2 separate regions of the Oryctolagus cuniculus genome follow, and region 2 is linked to region 1. The links are chromatin contacts, called in public Micro-C maps. All regions are on one chromosome and are shown on one strand. The core of a region is the stretch at or near the end of the contact, and the rest is flanking DNA. Distances in the headings are between cores, read along the strand shown.

Region 1 (7,643 bases), core at 3,060-5,559:
CTAGGCCATAGCAGAGCGCTGGATCGGAAGTGGAGCAGCAAGGACTCAAACTGGCACACATATGGGATGCCGGCACTGCAGGAACCAGTTTTACCCGCTATGCCACAGTGCCAGCTCCAGCAGTTTTACTTCTAAGCACACATTCTAGAAAAAACCCTGTTCCCGTGACCCAGGACACATTACCAGAAAGGCAACACTGGGGGCAGGCATTTGGTGTGGCCGTCCAGATGCTGCTTGGAATGCCCACACCCCATAAAGGAGCGCTTGAGTTCCAGCCCCAGCTCTGCTCGCCATTCCAGCTTCCTGCTAACGCACATCCTGAGGGAAAGGAAGTACTGCTCAAGCATGGTGCTCCCTCTCCATCACTACCACAGCTCCAGGAAAACGATCCGTTCCAGGCCCCTGGCTTTGGCCTGGTTCAGCCCCAGCTGTTGTGGGCATCTGGGGAGTGAACCAGTGGGTTTAAGATCAGTCGTGTCTAGAATAGAATGGTAACACTTTTCAGAAAAGTAAGCTAAAAACAAATCCAGACATTCATTAGCAAGGATTAAGTAAATTCACAAACAGGCTATTTTACGGCAGTGAAAATGAATTATGGCAACACAGTAGACATGAGATTGCATAGGAAAAAAAAAAAGCAATTCCCCAAACAAAAACACAGTACATAACAATGCTATGAGGATTAAAAAATAACAGAACCAGCACTATAAGCATAAAACTTCATATTAAAAGTCTATTTATCTCATTTCCTACAACACATTATATAACGTTCAGCTTTCCACAAAGAAACACAAGGCATGCTAAAAGACATGCTAAAAGGTTAGAGAGACAAAGGAACCCTCAGAACCAGATCCAAACATGGCAGAAATCTGCCAATCAGCAGACAGAGAACCTGAATAACTACGATGGAAAAACTGGACCACACATAAGAACAGAATGGGCACTCTGAGAAGAGAGACGGAAAGAGAAAGAATCAAAAACCAACACTAGAAATCAAAACCGCAATAAGAAACATGATCAAAGACAGTCTGAAGACACGTTGAAAGCAAAATCCCTGAACTGAAATGCAGGGAGGAAAATGAACAGAGTGTCCAGGACCTGTGGGCTATAATAAACGACCTAACAGGTGTACAATGGGAATTCCAGAGAAGAAAAGCAGAAGCAATATCTAAAGTGATGATGGCTGAGAGTTATCCAAAATTAACAAGACCACAGATGTAGGAAACTCAGAGGTCACCAAGCAATCATCTCCACCTATGTGTGCCATATCCAAGGTGCAGAAAAAGCTGCGACAAGGAGACAATCTCGGGAGAAGCGGAGGGATAAAAACCTCAGCTACAGAGGAGCAAGCACAGGAGCTGCACCAGACTCCACTTCAGAGCCGCGTAACAGAGGACAGGGAAGCGAACCCATCTCTGCAAAGGGTCAGGGAGAAAAGCCACCGCCCTAGAATTCTGTACCCAGTGATTTTATCCTTCTAAAGCAAAGGCCATGAAGAGAACAGGAAGGCAAGCCACAGGCTGGGCGAAAAGTACTTGCAAAACAAGCACCTGATAAAAGACTAGCTTAAGAAATACACAAAGAACTCTAGACAATAAAAAAAAACCAGCCAAAAACAGCCCCAAGATCTAAAGAGACATTTTTGCCAAAGATAAAAGGCAAACAAACATGGGGAAATGCTTAATACCACATCATTCGGGAACTGCAAACTAAAGCAACCAAGAGGTATCACTACACACCGACCAGAATGACGCCCAAACATTGACGACAAATGCAGCCAAAGCCGAGGCGCAACAGGAATCCGCGTGCTTCGCTCAAGGGAATGCAAAATGGTGCAGCCAACTTTGGAAGAGTCTGGCAGTTTCTTAGAAAGCTACACCAAGTCTTAGCACACCATCCAGCAACCCCTTCTCAAACGAGTTGAAAACCTAATGTTCACACGAAAGCCTGCACATGAACGTCTACAGTAGCTTCATTCAGAACTGCCCAAAACTGGAAGCTATCAAGATTCTCCTCAATAAACAAACTGTGGCACATCCATACCATAGGACTTCCTGAACACCACAAGAAACCGCTCCAACCTCCCCAGGCACTCCAGAGGAACAGGGGAGAGAAACAAGTGAGACCCAGAGGATAATGAAGCTCTCCACAAACAGAAATTTCTGTGCATTTGTGAAAGGCCACACAACTGCACAATACAAATGTGAATCCAAGCATGAACTACAAACTTCGGCTAACAAGAATGGATCAACACCAGTTCATCAGTCTAAGAAATACACCGCCAACGCCGCGGCTCACTAGGCTAATCCTCCGCCTAGCGGCGCCGGCACACCAGGTTCTAGTCCCGGTCGGGGCACCGGATTCTGTCCCGGTTGCCCCTCTTCCAGGCCAGCTCTCTGCTGTGGCCAGGGAGTGCAGTGGAGGATGGCCCAGGTGCTTGGGCCCTGCACCCATGGGAGACCAGGAAAAGTACCTGGCTCCTGCCATCGGATCAGTGCGGTGCGCCGGCCGCAGCGCGCCGGCCGCGGCGGCCATTGGAGGGTGAACCAATGGCAAAGGAAGACCTTTCTCTCTGTCTCTCTCTCTCACTGTCCACTCTGCCTGTCAAAAAAAAAAAAGAAATACACCAAACCCCAGCAAGATGTTAAGAACAGCGGAAACTGGCCGGCGCCGTGTCTCACTAGGCTAATCCTCCGCCTTGCAGCGCCGGCACACCGGGTTCTAGTCCCAGTCGGGGCGCCGGATTCTGTCCCGGTTGCCCCTCTTCCAGGCCAGCCCTCTGCTGTGGCCCAGGAGGGCAGTGGAGGATGGCCCAAGTGCTTGGGCCCTGCACCCCATGGGAGACCAGGAGAAGCACCTGGCTCCTGCCTTCGGATCAGCGCAATGCGCCAGCCGCAGCGGCCATTGGAGGGTGAACCAACGGCAAAGGAAGACCTTTGTCTCTGTCTCTCTCACTGTCCTCCACTCTGCCTGTCAAAAAAAAAAAAAAAAAAAAAAAGAACAGCGGAAACTGAGTGGAGGGTGGCGGTGTATGGGAACTCTGCATTATCTGCCCAGTTTTTCTGTACATCTAACTACTCTACAGAGTCTATTTTCAAAATGGTAATTTTTTTTTTTGGACAGGCAGAGTTAGACAGTGAGAGGGAGAGAGACAGACAGAAAGGTCTTCCTTCCATTGGTTAACCCCCAAAATGGCCACTACAGCCGGTGCGCTGCGCCGTTCCAAAACTAGGAGCCAGGTGCTTCTCCTGGTCTCCCATGCGGATGCAGGGCCCAAGCACTTGGGCCATCCTCCACTGCCTTCCCGGGCCACAGCAGAGAGCTGGACTGGAAGAGGAGCAACCAGGACAGAATCCGGCGCCCCAACTGGGACTAGAACCCGGTATGCTGGTGCCACAGGCAGAGGTTTAGCTAAGTGAGCCGTGGCGCTGGCCAAAATGGTAATCATTATAAACAATAATACTGTTATTATTCTATACTTTCAAATGTGTGTGTGTGTGCGCGCGTGTGCATGTTTGTATGTAGACGAAAAAACAAGAGCTTACTTCAGTGTGGTAAAATGGGTCTTTTTCTCATTTGTGCTTTTTGTAATTTACCACAATAACACAGGTTACACAGAATGTTCTTGAAGTAACAAACCAAATAATTTCTTTTCTTTGTACGTACTCAGAAAACCCACTGCTTTTGCAAAGGCCACCCCCTGCAGCCACGTGGGTCACCGCGTAGAAACGCGTACGCTTGCCTACCTTCAGGCATGACCGTCTGGGTCATCCGCGATCCGGCGTTCGGGGCGATCGTGTTACAGTGAATGTTGCTCTTCCTGCCTTCGATGGCAAGCGTATTTGCCAGGCCCAGAGTGCCCAGCTTGGCAGCGCTGTAATTTGCCTGGCCAAAGTTGCCGTAAATTCCTGAGGCGGATGAAGTCATAATGATCCTGAAATGAAAATCAGTCTCTCGAGGTCAACTTTCCCACTCTCTGACAACGCTGCAACTCTCGCCCCAGTCCGCAGTATGAGATCCTCAAAATCAACTCTGGGTACTGTCACTAGCTTCTCATGGTCATGATGAATATAAAAGTAATCTCTGCAAATTCAACAAGATTCAACGGTTTTGAAAAGAATCTTCCATCAGAACCAAATGAATTTAAGTATAATAAGGTATATTCATTATCTATCAACAACAGCAACATTTAAAGACACAAAACGAACCAGCAATATGTAAGTTGAACTTTCTGCATGAAACATGAGAGCAGGCGTTCCCAGCTCTTCACGCTTCGCCCTTCCACCCCACTCTGTCTGAATCATACTGAGTGACTCATCAAAACAATGCCAGCTCAGCCTGACCCAACCTCGCTCACTCGACTCAGACCAAGGAAAATAAATCATCTCACTTATTCTCAAGAAGTGCCGGAGTGAGGACAAGCTCTAAATCTCTACTGAGAACAGCAGCACAAACAATGTGATTCTAGAGCGGGTATGTGAACCCTCAATTAACAGGGATGACCGGCACCCCCATGCAACAGACCGCATGGAGTAAGTGCCCTAGCACAGCCACACCTGAGTTACTGACAGGAGCACTCGCGAGAAGCCCTACAGCTCTGTGGCTGTTGACAAAGACTAACTCCTGCCTGGCCATTACCAACCAGCAAGAAACAGCCACTCCCAACTGATCACTAGACACACAAAAGGACATTTTGGTTACAGAATCACCCACAGCTGAATCCTCAGTGGCTGCACGACCTTCTTTTTTTATTTTTTTTATTTTTATTTTTTATTTTTTTATTTATTTTTTTTTTTTATTTTTTTTTATTTTTTGACAGGCAGAGTAGACAGTGAGAGAGAGAGAGACAGAGAGAGAAAGGTCTTCCCTTGCCGTTGGTTCACCCTCCAATGGCCGCCGCGGCCAGCGCACTGCGGCCGGCACACCGCGCTGATCCGATGGCAGGAGCCAGGAGCCAGGTGCTTTTCCTGGTCTCCCATGGGGTGCAGGGCCCAAGCACCTGGGCCATCCTCCACTGCACTCCCTGGCCACAGCAGAGGGCTGGCCTGGAAGAGGGGCAACCGGGACAGAATCCGGCGCCCCAACCGGGACTAGAACCCGGTGTGCCGGCGCCGCTAGGCGGAGGATTAGCCTAGTGAGCCGCGGCGCCGGCCATGCACGACCTTCTAAATGCTAGAGAACAGCAGGAAATCATTAAGAATGAAAAGTAGGGGATGAGAAGAAATACAAGGCTACTGAGCTCATCTGTGACTAAATGGCACCAACTTACTGAAAAGCACACATACCAAAACAACATTTTAAAAGCCTGTAAATATCTCATGTTCTCCTCAATGCAAGCAATCCCTCCCTCACTTTGTACAACCCCTCGCTGCAGCGAGCACACACACCATCCTCCACAGCGCCCGACGCAACATGCAACCGCACCTTCCGTAGCGCTGCTTCTTCATGTGGTCCCACGCGGCCCGAGTCACCTGGAAGGAGCCCCGCAGATGAACTCGATGGATTATATCTGAAGCGAGAAGTGAGCCTTAATACACGTCTTGTCAAAAGTTACACGTGTCTAAAAATCAACTTAACCCATGCTTTCCTAATATAAACATGCTCATTTCATACCCAGCATTCAAAATCGCCGATTGTCTCATTCCTTTCTGAGTAACTATTTTCGCTTTTGTTACAATTAGGCGTTACCAGTCAACAGTTCATATCCATACTTAACACAAGTTTCCCTGTAATTTATAAAATTATGGTGATCCTTATTTACATCTCAGTACAATACCATGTCTGATTTATGCTTATTTTACATAAAAACTTGGTACCAACAATATCCAAGAATGTCACATATATAATTGGCACTCAAATCTAACATCAGCCAAAGCATAATCATAAGTGACACCGCTCGTCACCAACAAATATTTATAAAATACTCCATTCCTATTTTTACTAAGGTTTGCAAATGAGTTTGGGAGGTAGAAGAGCACCTGCTTTCAGGGTTTCAATACAGACCACGAGGGAACCCTGTTCAGACAGACATCTCAGGATCTATTTTTATTTAACTGTCAAGGTTTTTATTGTTGTTCTAACCATTCTTACTTATTTCTGTTTCACTCTGGAGTTCTAACAAATATTTTTATGTTTATCATAGAAGAAGAAAGTAGCAATGAAAACAAACACTGAAAACAGAACAGGGCACTCAGGAGTGGTTGACTCAGCAGGACAAAGTCAAGAAAGAAACCCCCCGGTCCCACCACAGCTCCAGGAAATAGCGACACAGGCCGCCTTTGCCAGCATCTTTCCTTGCTTCTTTATTTATTCAAGTCATTACAAACGAAGTGGAAACTAAGAGCTCTCCTTCGTCTGATTCTAAGTCACAAAGATGCTTCGCTTCTTCCACAAGAACTTCTGAAGGCGCTCCCCAGAGGCACAACTACAAACAGTGATGCCAGCGTCGCACCTCTGGTGCCAGGCCGGCCAGTGCCACGGGCACCTCCGTGCACTTGTTTTAATTCTGACGGTCAATGAGTGTAAAGAGAAAAAAGAGCAAATAAAAAAAATTTAACAGTGATGTGTTCACTTTCCAAACTCAGTCTCTATGATGTGCCAGGGGAAGAGGGACTCTTGTCCTCCTTACTAGAAGCTAGGTTTTGTCCAGCGTGTTCTCAGATCTCCATCATCTTTACTGCCCTGCACTGCCTTCCACTTCCTGCTTTTGCTCTGAACAAAGAGCCGCACAGCCGGGGAAGCAAGCGAAAGGCTCGGAGAAGGAAGTGAACACTGCTGGGCAGTGCCAGCATTTATTTATTTCTCCTGAATGGAAACAAACAAAATCCTTGTAGAGACAGACTGCCGAACGATTAATTTTGTTTTTAATTATCGAATGCCAGAAAAAAAGGTTACTTCCAAGTATTCATTGTTTTCCGTACACAGCTTATTCACCTCTTATAGTAGCAGCAGCACAAGTAGGATAGTAAGGTAACTTTTCCTCAAATGTATAAACATATCAAATATTTAAAAAGGCTAAATGGATAAGTCTGTTCTACAGAGACTCGTTAAAAATAACTTACCCCAGTCTTCATCACTTATCCTAGCAAAGGAACGGTCTCTCAGAATTCTGAAAAATTGATATTATATGGGGTTACAAAGGGATGGAAGCTACATAATTGAAAAGACAGCTGCATGCACATTACTTTAATAAAAAGGAATAAAGAAAAACTCACCCAGCATTGTTGACCACAACATCTACAACACAAGAAGACACACGTCACAAAGATCAAAGCAAGTACATTAATCTGCATTTGCTTAAAACTCACCATTCTTTAAAAACCGGTCCCTGCTCTCCATAGAAAACTAAATGTCAGAGGTAGGGAGGCCTGTCAAAACCAAACCAAGTATCTACAGCAGGAAAACCCAGCTCACAAATGCACAAGTACTGCATTCCGCCAGCACCTTCCTCTCTCGCTAAGTGCTCCCACCTCCACCTTCCACCAGAAGACGGGCCGCTGCACAGCTCTCAGCTTCTGAAGACTGGAAATAGAAGCCATCCTTTACCTTAACCCAATATTCATTTGGAAAGCTGCATGGTGAAAGTACTTTCCCAAAGGTTTGCCATTTAAAATCCCAAAAAGAAACATTAAAGTTAGAAACTA
Region 2 (7,643 bases), core at 2,914-5,413, 970 kb before region 1:
ATCAATCTTGCATTTTAACTTCTCCTATCTCCCTTTTCAAATCCTACCCACATTACACAAAGATTTAAACTCTTCTTTTAGATTCTCCCTTAATGGAAATCTCCAATATTTAGTAGTAATACTTGAGTATTTTATCTATTATATTTGGCATCAGTCCATGATTTGACAACCTGAATAAACTCTTAAAACTCCTATCATTGTACTCATAAGCTTAGGTAGTCTACTGGTTACTCCAGATCAGGGAAACCTTATGATATCCGTCTTTTTCACTTAGGTGAATGCTTAACGGTTCTGTGAACATATAATGGTTATGTGAGGTATAATGATTCCAGTTGTGTACATTTTGTTGCAAAAGAAAGCATTTCATTTTTTCTACAGCTGAGTAGTACTCCATAGCGTATATATACCACAGTTTCTTTATCCACTTTTCTGAAAATAGGTCTTTGTAAAAATTACGAGTGAGAATATGAGAGGCAGGAGGAAGAAGGGATGGGGCACGGGCAGGAGGGAGGATAGGGAGGAAGTAACACAATGTTCTCAAATCTGTATATATGAAATACATGAAACTTCTATACTTTAAATAAAAAATTTTTAAAAACTCCTATTTTATCATCTTTTTAAGTCTTTACTAAAGTCTTACAATTCTATTAAGCACATAGCCATTACTGGCTTCTAAATCAACATATACTCATTCTCAGTTCTATTTTCTTTCCTTCCCCAGTTCAATATTGAGAGTGGCCACTGAACAAGGTAATGCCTTTATATCACTTACATTGAATGACAAAATAAATGCATCCCCAAATAAACTTTTGAGCTCACTGAGACCAGAAGATATACTTACTCAACTCATCTTTGTACAATGAAAAGATGGTAGAGGACTTGGAACACGGCAGGTGCTGAATAAATAGCCTGAATTACATTTAAGGCTTTTCCATTATAGCATAGAAGGGAAAATGACTCATTATTTCTGAAAACTGAAGTTATGTGAGGTCTCAGCGTATAATAAAACTGCTCTTAGTCTTTCTAGAAATCCGGTTTCCCTTCCTCCAATGCATGTTCTAATTATAACCAATTAAGTTAATATACTCAACCACAAATGATATCCATAATAGCAGCTCTTTTTGCTGGACAGACTGGAGTTTTGTTACTAATTATTGAAGTGTTTCAGGCAGTTCTACTAGCTTATTTGGATCCACCGTGCTACCTGAATTAGTCATGGCTAAAGTCCAGAAAATTTCTAAAAACAAAAACAATTTCAAATAAATGTCAAATGTTGGTACAGTTTATACAAAGATAAAGGATAGGACATTCAAAAAGAGAGAGAGAGAAAGCTGCATCTTAATTAGAATGAAACACAACAAAAAATGGCAGCGAGTATGTTCCATATTACTAAAAGCTCACTGCTAATCTATGGTACATAGATTACATACATTGCCAATAAAGGTATGAGAAGTCTAAATACACATGTATGTAATTATAAATCGCCAGAATATTGAATCCCACAGCTAGCAGCATTTGCATTTCTAAGCCATACCTACAGAAACCAATAAGCTTTGTTATCTGCAAAGTTTTAAGCTATTCCTTTATTCGAAACTATCAAAGTCTTGTCCCAGTCACATATGCAGTATTACACTAAAAAGATAAACGCAGGACAACTGCAACAGGGCAAGGGTTAAACATGCCCTATAAATATTTTGTTCTCAAAATAACTTCAACTCACATTACAGAAACAGTCACTGTTTTCAGACCCAGCCATGCTGCGTCTGCTCCCATGTTCAAACCTACAGAAGTCACCAACGTCAGGTCCCTTATCACTCACCCACTCCACTATCAGCTGAGATCTGTACCCACACAGCTCCTAGCGCACGCTCACAGCTTCTAAAGCATCAAGCCGAATCCCCCCCTCAGTCAGTCCCTGCATCTGCTTGGTCGCACACACATCAACTATGCTTTTTTTTTTTTAAATTCTTTGATGAACTACCTGGGTTTTTTTTCCCATCCCCCTAAAGACATCCTCAAGTAAGAGAAAACACAGGTTGACAGATCAGCAGCCTCCCTGATTTCTAACTCTGTGATTCCGACCAAGAACTGAAGAGTGAGCACCTTCCCTCCAGGTCTGCGTGGGTCTCCAAAGCCTGGCAGAACCAGCACCAGGCGTGCAGGGCTCCGGCTGGACTGATGCGCCCGTCATCGCGCGAGCAAGCAGGGCCCGCGGAGGCCACATGGTGACCACCCTCAGCCCAGCCCAGCTGGGGTAGTCGCCCCACCTCCCTAAGCTCCCCACGCGCCTCGCCTCGCCTCGGGAACCCAGCTACCAGGCGCACTCGTGCCAAAAGGAACGTGCCCTTTTTTTTTTTTTTTAACGTCATAATGCCTCAGATGAAAACACAGCCTGCCAGGCACGTCAGACTAAGGGACAACACAGACGGGAGCAGCGTCTCCGGACCCGGCTTCCACGCGGAGCCCCTGCATCCGCCAGCCACTTGTAGGGCGGCCATCCCCAGAAGCCCGGCGGCAGCGCGCACAACCCGGAGGTCTCCGCGTCCCCCCACCTGCCGCTGCCCGACTCCGGTCTGCAGGGCACCCTACAGGGGCGACAGCTGCCACCGGAGAACCCCGGCGACCACCGGGCCGGGTTTTTTATTTTCTTCTTTCTTTTTACAGACCTCAGTTTGGTGACAGATTTGGAGTTCAGTTCCAAGCGGTGACGGGGAGAGGTGGAGGTGGACTGATGGACTCTCGCCTCACTCGACACCGCAGGAGACCCCAGGAACCCCCCACCCCACCCCACCCACCCCCTCCTATGGCTTCAGAAGCCGGGCAATCCCGGCCCTGGACGACGCACGCCCCACACCTCGCTGCCACCCCCGCCTGGGAAGTTCAGCTCCGGCTCCTGCGGCGCCCGGCCGCGGGCTCCCTCCCCGGGCCCGCGGGAGACCCCACCCCTCCTGGCCGCCCCTGCCCCGCCCCGCCGCCCGAGTTACGCAGCCGCAGCCCCGGCACAGTCTCGGCTTCTCTCCCTCGGGATCGCTGGGCCTGGCCGAGGGAGGGAGGCCGAGGTGGGATGGGGGACGGGGACACGAAGCTGGTCCCGGAGCGCCGGGACGCTGTGCCGAGACCCCAGCGCGTGCGCCCTGCACGCGAGCCCTGCCGCCCGGGGTCCCCGCCAAGTAGCGACAGGACGGGGCGAGGCGGGGAGGCCCAGAGTGTCGGCGCGCAGCACTCCGAGGGGCGCAGGGGATGCTGTGGGAACCGCAAAAGTGAGAAAAGTCCCAAAGCCCCTCCACGTCCCCAGGGCCAAGCTCCTCCCGCAGCGGCCCCGGTAGCCCTCGGCCCCGCGGGGCTCTGGGCGCCCGCAGGGAGCGGGGGCGGGCGTCCCCTCGCTGCCCTGGCCCACGGCCCGGAACCCGGCTTCCCCCAGCTGCGGCTCGGGAGCTGCCAGGCAGAGCGCCCTGGCCGGGAGTCCCGGGCAGCGCAGGGCAGGAGAGCGCCGCGCACGCCCGCCGGCTGCGCACGGCTCGGCTGACACACGCCCCCCGCCGCCGGCCCCGTCGAGGAAACACTAGTTGATTTCGCCCTGATTTTTTTTTTTTTTAAGTGCAAGAACAACTCTTTCAAGAGGCCCCCGAGCAAAGAAAAGTCCGCGTGCAGGCGTCTCCGCGGTTCCCCAGAGTTTGCAAACATTGCGCTCCCCAGCCTGGAGAGACCCGGGACCCCCGCGGCGAGGCGCGCCCGGCCCCCAGCCCAGCCCAGCCCGCGCCCCTCACCTCCTTAAGTTCTTTGGCCACGTCCTTCAGGTCCCCCAGGACTAATTCCAGATCCTCCACGATAATCTTGATCTGCTCCTTCACCTTGGTCGTGGAGGCTGCCGGCGGCCCCTCGGCTGGAGAGGACGAGGCGGGGGTCCCCTTGGACTTGGCTGACATTCTCTGGGGGCGCGAGAGGCAGGTCAGCACAGGCGGGCGAGCGGACGCTGCTGCGCGCCCTCGTCGCTGGCGCTGCTCCGGCCGCGGCCGCTCCGGTCCCCCCACATCCTGGGCGCTCCCCGGGCGGCGGCGGGCGGCGGCGCTCGGCGCTCGGCCGCGCGGCCGCACCGCGATGCTGCCATCGACTCGCGAGCCGCGGCGCTCGGCGCGGGGCCGCAGACGGGCGAGCAGCGCGCCTGCGCCTCCGCCCGCCGCCCGCCGCCCGCGCCGCGCACACGCTCGCTCCCCGCCCGCAGAGGGGCGCGCCGGGCCGCCGCGCAGCGTGGCAGCGGCGGTGGCAGCGGCAGCGCCCCGGCGCGCCCTCGGGCCCTCTGCGCCGCGCTGGGCGTCGGGGTTCGGGGCCGCGAGTCCCCGAGCTGCCCGCGCCCTCGCCCGCCCCAGTGCTGGTCTTGGAACGCCCCCTGCACCGCACCGGGGCTTCGGGGCGCCGGCTCACACCTGGCCCGCGTTCCTCCGGCCCCGCCCGCGGGCGGAGACCCGGATCAGTTTGGGGAGAGGCACCGGGAGATTTGGAGTTGGAGGGAAGTGACCCTAATTGCTTGTCCGGGACCACACAGCGTCCGGAGACCTCCCGCGTTTCTCCCACAACCAGCGAGTTCCGCAGACATCGAGCGGGCCGGGGGATGGGGGGAAGGTAGAGACCAGCGCCGCGGCCTGGAGCCAGGCTCTAACCCGCGTTCTCGAGCGAGGACCGAGCAGACGCGTTCGCACCGCGGATGACACCGCGTTCGCGCCCCAAGTCCCCACGCCAGAACCCCCAGAGCCAGTCTGAGTCATCTTGGCTGCGTGCTCGCCAGTGCCAGCTCCTCTGGCCTGGGTGTGTGGTTGGTGGTGGTGTTGCGTGTGTGACCGGCTTTCCTCCCTCCGTGCCCCCCGCGTGGCGTGGAGGCGACACAGAGCCCGCACCGAGCTCCTCCGGAGGGCGCTAACCAGAAGGCTGCCGGTAACTTTCCTCCCACGCCGCTTTGGCCTGGCTGTCAAGTCTCGGGCTCCCAAAACAAACAGGAAACTCCAGAGCGCTCGGTCCAGAAAGACCCAGGGAGCAGAGTTCAAGGGAACCCGCCAGGTCCTGCTGATTGGCTTCATGGCAAGCCCGTGCGCTCCTGGCTCCTGGCGCTGCCGGCTGCTAAGAGCCTGGGCGCCTTGGCGGCCGGGGCGCTTCTTGTCTCTGACACCCCATGAGGCTCACCAAGCTTCCCTCTCTCTCCCCAGTTACTCAATTTTCTAGCCGCCAAGCACTTTCTACTGTGTGATTCCTGACAGACCCTTTGGGAATTGCATTTGGAATATACAAGAAGAAAGGCAACAGTGGGGGGGGGGGATAAAACAAGAGGTGGGTCACAAGGAATACGGCACAGCCCTGAAAAAGCAGAGGACGAAGAGGAAAGGTGGAAAGTAGCTGCTGCTGGAAGAAGTTAAAAAGTAGGGTGAAGAGAAGGCGAAAAGAGAAGAAAGGGTCAGAAAGGCTAAGTAAGTCGTAGGCTTGAGATCTCCCAGGGCAGGGGAATAGATGGCCCAGCCCCTTTGCATCTCTAGAGCTTTATCTTAATCACGGCACGAAATCCTGATCACTCGTGACACTCGTGTCTCACAGCTAAAGAAGGATAAGTGGTCAGAGGGCTCAGCAGCCAGCAAGAAAAAAAAAGAGAAAGTACTTCGCCTCTGGAGCTGAGTTTTCGACCCAGCAGTAGTGTCAGGTAGGTCTGAAAACTGAAAAGTAGAGTGACTTTAGGCATCGGGATTTAAGAGACGAAGGTTACGCCCCTTCAATTCTGAATCTCCTTCCCTAAAGATGAAACAGAAAAACCTGGGCTGTGATAGCCGTCGCTGCTACTGTTTCAAAATTGGGTCCTTCATACTGCCTAACGCACCCCACTCCCTTCCCCATCACAATGTACCCTTGCACAGGGCTGTGCTCCACCTGTCTACATAAAACACGGAGTTGGCTGCAAGGGAGAGTTAACAGCAGTGCTAAGTGTGTTAATGCTCTCTTCGGTCATTAAGGATGGCTGTCAGCAAGTCTTCATAAAGTCTTCCTAGAGAATATTTTATAAAGAGAGCTAAAAGCGAGAAAGGGTTAGAATGTAAAGGATGCATGAATGGCAATCAAATTTACTTACTTGTTTTTGTAGCACCCTTTGGTGAAACTCTTCCATTATTTTGGCTCCCCTTGGCTCTCAAGAGCCTGCATGAAGTTTGAGAGCCAAAATGTAGGGACCACACAGCAAAGCTGACGCCTGATGAAACTGTGGATGAGTCCATCAGCGTGACTGTGTACCAGTGTGGGCTGCGCATGAATGCACACCCAACCACGTTACTTGCAAACTTAGGATAATGCATTATAATTACCGGAGAGTGTTGCTCCTTTACAGAAGGGGTTGCACACCGGAACCATATTCTTTGTTGATTCCTCATTTTCTGAGTTCTGCTGCAGGAACAACTGGGTAATTATAGAAGATCACCTAGTGGTGGTCTCTTCAGGTGCAAACCCTTCTCATTCCTAGTTGAGTGTATGGTGCATGCACATGTGAGTTTCATTCACTGCAACTGATCCTTAAGAACTAACTCCCAAGAGCAGATCCTGATATACTTTTTAAATCTCCAGATGGACAAAATGTTCCCAAGATATTTTGTAGGGAATGGGAGAATGTATCTGCAACCTACGCACCTGACACAGGATTAATATCCAGAATATAAATGGAACAAAAATAATAGAAAAAAAGCAAATCTGATTTCAAAATGGACAATAGACAAAGAAGAATGAAATGCCCAAGAAGTACAAGAAAAAACCATCAACATCACTAATCATCAAGGAAAGGCAAATCAAAACCACAATGAGATACCACCTCATTCCACTTAGACAAGACATGAGAAGTGCTGGTGAGGATGTGGAGAATGGACAGCCTTAGTGGCAATTTAAATTAGCACATTAATTATGGAAAACAGTATAGAGTTTCCTCAGAAAATTAAAAATAGAAGTACCATAAAAGAATACAGAAAAAAGTATAGGAATGAAAACAGGCATCTTGTGATTTGACTGTTGTTTTTAGCCCTTGTTTCAATCTTGTGGAACTGCAGTCTTCCTACTTCTCATGTCTTGAATATTATGATTGATGGTGAATTAAGCCTGTGATTATAGAGTAGACTAAAATTATGTCATTGGAGAAATTAAACAAAAATAAGAAGGAGGGGATTGAGGGAGAGGAGGAGGGAGAGAAGTATGGTTATCTTCTTAGAACTGTCTATACCTATGAAAGCTGTTCTCTTTATATTATCGAAAAACAGAACTACCATATGATCCAGCAATCCCCAAGCAAATAAAATAAATGTTCAAGAGACAGCTGCATCCCAATGTTTGTTGTGGTATTATTCGTGATACTCCAGACATGAAATCAACCCAAATGTTCCTCAAGGGATGAAACAATGTGGTATTTTTGCACTTTGGAATACTATTCATAGATAAAAGGAATGAAATCGTGTAATTTGCAACAATATGAATCAACCTGGAAAATATTAAGTGAAATAAACCAAACGCTGAAGAGCAAACACTGCATCATCTCACTAGTGTTGGAATCTAAAAATGTTGGTATGGGGCCGCTGGCATTTGCCCTAGTGGTTAAGGCACCAGTTGGGTGGCCCACATTCCATATCCGAGTG

The links. Hi-C and Micro-C count contacts between places; a contact is called where the count stands out from the background.
Region 2: a contact with region 1 is called in a Micro-C map of ear pinna, with 6 times the contacts expected there. The contact joins the promoter of PRR16 here to the enhancer-like site in region 1. A contact is called at or near these places in 3 of 6 Hi-C or Micro-C datasets (ear pinna, skin fibroblasts and an unstated tissue).

What each region holds. Positions count from the first base shown.
Region 1 is chr6:9,359,082-9,366,724 of mOryCun1.1, reverse strand. It overlaps HSD17B4 (hydroxysteroid 17-beta dehydrogenase 4), which reads right to left. Exons shown (of 24, transcript XM_008254935.4): 5 at 7,215-7,236; 6 at 7,062-7,108; 7 at 5,425-5,509; 8 at 3,747-3,934. Among named protein-coding and RNA genes, the nearest start is that of HSD17B4, 24 kb to the right of the region's middle. Within about 2 kb of position 4,309, at least 2 of the 8 cell types and tissues checked have an H3K27ac peak or open chromatin away from gene starts, as enhancers often do. A contact at or near this core is called in ear pinna, where this site is marked.
Region 2 is chr6:10,330,296-10,337,938 of mOryCun1.1, reverse strand. It overlaps PRR16 (proline rich 16), which reads right to left and starts at 4,163. Exons shown (of 3, transcript XM_051843344.2): 1 at 3,768-4,163.